2 separate regions of the Mus musculus genome follow, and region 1 is linked to region 2. A link is a contact called in public HiChIP or PLAC-seq data. All regions are on one chromosome and are shown on one strand. The core of a region is the stretch at or near the end of the contact, and the rest is flanking DNA. Distances in the headings are between cores, read along the strand shown. Region 1 has its middle 19 kb from the start of Gm35895. Region 2 has its middle 57 kb from the start of Gm35895.

Region 1 (2,700 bases), core at 128-2,627, 76 kb after region 2:
TGTCATCAATATAGTGCACCAATGTGATATTTTGTGGAAGATCCAAACGATCAAGATCCCTTCTAACTAAATTATGACACAGGGCAGGAGAGTTAATATATCCTTGAGGCAAAACTGTGAAGGTATACTGTTGGCCTTGCCAACTGAAAGCAAATTGCTTCTGGTGGTCCTTATGGACAGGTACTGAGAAGAAGGCATTTGCCAGATCAATAGCCGCATACCAGGTGCCAGGAGATGTGTTAATTTGCTCAAGTAACGAAACTACATCTGGTACAGCAGCTGCAATTGGAGTTACTACCTGATTTAGTTTTCGGTAATCAACTGTCATTCTCCATGATCCATCTGTTACTCTAGAACCACTCCTGGTACCAACTTCTGTATTAGTCAGGGTTCTCTAGAGTCACAGAACTTATGGATAATTTCTAAATAGTAAAGGAATTTATTGATGACTTACAGTCGGCAGCCCAATTCCCAACAATGGTTCAGTCGCAGCTGTGAATGGAAGTCCAAGGATCTAGCAGTTACTCAGTCTCACGCAGCAAACAGGCGAAGGAGCAAGAGCAAGAGCTAGACTCCCTTCTTCCAATGTCCTTATATTGTCTCCAGCAAAAGGTGTAGCCCAGATTAAAGGTGTGTTCCACCACACCTTTAATCCCAGATGAAAGGCATAGCCCAGATTAAAGGTGTGTTCCTTAACTCGGAGATTCAATCTTCTGGAATCCATAGCCACTATGGCTCAAGATCTTCAAACCAAGATCCAGATAAGGATCTCCAAGCCTCCAGATAAGGGTCACTGGTGAGCCTTCCAATTCCGGATTGTAGTTCATTCCAAATATTGTCAAGTTGACAACCAGGAATAGCCACTACACCCGGTCTCTCAAATGGAACTGCCTCTCTCCCACGAGTACGTGCTGCAAACTCTGTCTGCATCATCTCTGAGAAAACCAAGGGGATTTCCCTTTTTGCCCAATCTTCTTTATGAGGTCAGAGCCCAGAGGGCTGCAGCTGCCTGTGACCTGTGAATCACCCGAAGATCTGTGAATAAAAGCCCAACCTTAATATACTGCTGTCATCATCTTTAAATTCTGGATTTTTTTTTTCTTACAGTTGTGCATTTGTTGAGAGTGGGGGACATGTCTAGAGATTCCAGTCTCTTCCACTCTGTGGGTCCTGAGGGCTGGGCCATTGGTCAGGCTTAGCAGTAAGCACCTCTACCCACAGAGACATCTCTTTGGCCTCTATTGATTTGTAAACAAAGGACTCTTTGCATTTTTATCTTTTGCAATGGACTCCCATATTGTGTAGGCTGTCCTGGATGGGGTTGGGAGCTAGGACAGGAGAGGCAGTGTAGACTGTTCATGTCTGAGTCTTGTATGTAGTAGCCTCTTCCCCTAAGCAGAGTGCTGCTGGGTAGAACACTGCACACCAGGAGCCCTGAGTGCTTCAACAAGCCCTGGGCCAACAAACGCAGATGCCAAAGCCTTTTGAAGTGGGCCAGTATACTAGTTTCCTGGTGAATGCATTCTTTCAAAAACTTACATGAGAGTATGTTCTCTGTACTGCTGCATAGTAGGGTGACTGTTTTACCATCTATTATGTATAATTGTTATGCATTTCATAAAGAAGTAAGAGAAAAGGGGTTTAGGCTCCCAGGCTACAGACATACTGAACAGTGAAGGCTATAGGAATGCCAGTTGCTCTAGTCTGATCATTACACATCATACACATTATCAAATCATCCCACCGTGCCTCATACATATGTAAATTATTACGTAGCACAAGCTGGCCTCAAACTTGCAATTCTCCTGCCTCAGCCTCTCAAGCACTAGAATTATAGGTCTATGCCACCACACCCAACCATGTGTCAGTTTTTAAAAGTAAAAAGAGAAATAGTTCCCTTCTCGCAAGAGGGTGAGCAGCAGATAGCTCCCCTGGTCATATGTTTATGAATAAACAATCTTTCTTAATTTAAGCACAGACTTTTATCTGCCTTCGACAACTAAACCAGATTGATCCTTTGGGTTCATAACTGTAACAATGATAAAAGTTAAACACTAACTATATCACACCTGCTAAAGAGAACTGGCCCTCTTTATGTTACAGAGATTCCACTCCAGTTCATAGAAGTCGCCAAGAAGAGGTGGTCACCCTCTCTGTTACAGCCAAATCCTAGAGCTTTGAAGTGCACAATCTTGCTCAGATTTCAACAGTAACACAGAGCAACATAAGCAAGAAAGAGCTCTGTTTGCAGACCAGTCAGGTGGCACATGTCAGAACAGGATTGCACACCCCCAACCCAAGCTGCTATGAGACAGACTTCAGTTTACAGGACTCAGGATCAGGTGCCTGGATAAAGAGGGGCCTTCGTCATTCACCCACCCTAAACAGCACTTATTTTAGCAAAAATCAGAAGGGAAAAATGCAATTTTACTTTGTGGAAAATTTGGCTCTGTTAACTTATCCCATGACTCTTATAGTAGATACATTGTCTGAGGCCAGGTACATCTAAAGAATGAAACAAAATCAAAATTAAGTCGTTTCTAGAGTTTCTTCAAAGAGAAACACAGTATTCTGACATGTCAATTATCTACACACATGTGCAGAGCACGTTTTAATCTCTTTAATGCAAAGGCCAGAGATACCACACACACACCCACACACACCCAAAAGCTGGTGTTGAGGGAGCTAATATCAGTGATA
Region 2 (2,700 bases), core at 114-2,613:
TGAGGAAGACTGAAAGGTGTAAGGGGCACACAGGTTCATGTGCCTTGGGTGTTCCCACTGGTGCTGGCTGTACCCCAAAAGGGTTGTTCTAAGTAGATGAGAGTGGCCTGGACAAAAAAAAAAATGGTTCTTAAGAAAAAACAAAGCACTTTGCTTGTCAGAACAGAGAATGAGTAGAAAAATATCAGGTTTCCAGATTGAATGACTGAGGTACAGATTATAATTAAAAAAGCAAAACACTTCCTTAGAAAGAAAGGGATCTAGTGGGGGCAATTTCCAAAGAAAATATGACTGGAGAGTTCATCTGCCAATTTCCATTAGTGTATATTCTACTGTGAAGCTTGTGGGGGAGGACTTTGAACACAGCCTTTCTGGGAGGCCATGGATTCTCAGCAGAAGGTAGTCAGAGTCTGCCTGCAGTCAAGAAGGAAGCTGGAACCATAGATCAGTGGCTTTCAACCTTTCTCATGCTGAGACCCTTTAATACAGTTTCTCACGCAGTTGTGATCCCGCTATAAAGGTAAGGCTTTGCTACTTCATAATGATAATTTTGCTACTGCTATGAATTGTAATGTAAATATCTGATAGGCAGGATACTGGGTACGCGACTGGGATTGAGAGCCACAGGCTGAGAACCACTGCCACAGACAACTAGAAGTGATGGAGAGCTGTATCCTTTCAGAAAGATCTTTGCTAACCTGAGAGCTACTACTGTAAGGTTCAGAAAGAGAACAAAGATCAGATGAAATAGGGGACCAGGATCCAACTGGCAGCCACCAAAGGCAAACCCAACCTGGCTGGGCAGCTGTGAGAAAGCACTTTCTTTGGGCCATGGGATACTTGTCTGTCAAAAAGAGGGCCCAGGGGATGTGGTCTCTAAGGTGCATTCTCACTCCAGCATTAGTGGGTCTAAATGTATAATTCATTTCAGCATGCATTCTTGGAGGACCTTGGCACTGTCTGAAGCACTGTGGGTCAGCAGTTCTCAGCATCCTCTCCGGTGTAGCTCCCATCAATCACAACTATTGAATAACTGCTACTAAATGTAGAGTGATGCATGCTTTCCAGAACGGAAATGTGCAGAAGTGGTCCCAGCATACAAGCGAGAGCTAAGAGAGCAAGCTTGCCTCTCACAATGTACCAGACTAGCCGGCAACATTAAGAAAGGGATTCTGCCAGGGTGTGATGGAGGGGAAATTGACCCACACCTCAGAGAGGAGCTGTCCTGGTACTAAGAAAGGCCTGGTGCTCATGGGATCACCATCCAGAGGGGAGTTCCCTCCCACCTTACCCCAAGCCATCTCTGCCATTGTTTGCTCTGTTTGCTCACAAAGCTAGAAGTCAGCCTCTTGATAGGAAATGAGGAAACACACACAGACACAGATGGGTGAGCAGGAAACTGGAGGCGATCAGAAGGGAGACAAAAGCATGTCCTGAGATGAGTCACTGTAACCATTTCAAAAGCCACCACAAAGTCCCAGCACCTGTCACGGGCTCAGTCTCTGTCCTGAAAGAAATGTAGCAAGGGAGGTTGAAGTCACATCTGATAACTTGCAAGCTACACATCAGACAGAGAGGCCTGAGCAAAGAGACTAGGGAAATGAGACTGATGGCTGCTTGTTCCTCACCTGCCACAGTCCTCAGGGGTCCCCCTTAGGTAGGCTGAAGGCTCTCACTTTGAATTCTCAGTGGCCACAATTCACAGTCAGCAGAGCACAATGGACCTGTTGACCCCTCTCCATGATGAACGCAGTGTTGATGCTTTATATTGACCTAGAAACAAGCCAATGCTCATCCTTTCGCCACTGCAAGGGGTACGTGCAATCAACTGGAGAAAACACGGAAGGAAGGAAGAATCCAGAAGAGAGAAGAGTCTACCCAGGACAGAAGTACTGGGAGATTCTGGGGTGATGACAGGAAAGCAGGTAGCAGCCACAGGGGTCACCAGTTCTCACAGGACAACAGGACAAGGACCTCTAGCAGGGCTGTCTCAAAAGAGAGCAAGGACCATCTTCATATGGGCCAGGAAGTGAGTCACGGGGCTGTTGAGGAGTACCATGCTGACTACTCTGTGAAAACAAAGCTATCAGTAACTCCAAGGATGCTAGTTGGTTCCTTCCAAACCCAGTGTTGGAGCTGATGCCTGTACTGTGGAGGCAGTGGTCCTTTCAGGACCTTTCCAGCCTTTATCCATCAAGATGTCTTTGAGGGGTAGATCGGTTCTTGCAGGAGTGTGTTGTTGATATAAAATGGGTCAGCCCTTTCGTCCTTTCCTCTCTTTGCCTTTGTCTTTCCACCTTTCTATCATGCCTGGAGCAACACAAGGTGTTCACCAGGAGCCAGTCTGTAGCTGGTGCTGCACTCTTGAGTCAGGAGGTAAAATGAGCCGGAAAACCCCAGCCTCGGGTATCTGTTATAATAAGTAAGGAGGAATGGTCTCAGTATCTCATACAACTCACCTTGAACTACAGTTACGTGTCCACAAAAGGTCATCTACACTATGAAGAGTGCTGTGAACCATTTGGAGAAAGTGATGGAGAGAGAGGGAGAAAGAGAGAGAGGGGGAGAGAGAGAGAGAGGGAGAAAGAGAGAGTCCAGACCTGCACATGCAAGAAATAATAGCACGAATGCATTGAGGAACTTTCAAGATTGAAGCCTTCACAGTGGCATGTGCCCAGACTCCTGTTCATGAGGCTCAGA

Evidence for each region. HiChIP or PLAC-seq counts read pairs in DNA pulled down with a chosen protein or histone mark.
Region 1: a BATF HiChIP or PLAC-seq map of CD8 T cells shows a contact between it and region 2, with 8 read pairs. The contact joins two enhancer-like sites.

Annotation. Positions count from the first base shown.
Region 1 is chr12:54,368,419-54,371,118 of GRCm38.p6, forward strand. No RefSeq gene overlaps it. Among named protein-coding and RNA genes, the nearest start is that of Gm35895, 19 kb to the left of the region's middle. Within about 2 kb of position 1,378, at least 49 of the 459 cell types and tissues checked have an H3K27ac peak or open chromatin away from gene starts, as enhancers often do. A contact at or near this core is called in CD8 T cells, where this site is marked.
Region 2 is chr12:54,291,983-54,294,682 of GRCm38.p6, forward strand. No RefSeq gene overlaps it. Among named protein-coding and RNA genes, the nearest start is that of Gm35895, 57 kb to the right of the region's middle. Within about 2 kb of position 1,364, at least 52 of the 459 cell types and tissues checked have an H3K27ac peak or open chromatin away from gene starts, as enhancers often do. A contact at or near this core is called in CD8 T cells, where this site is marked.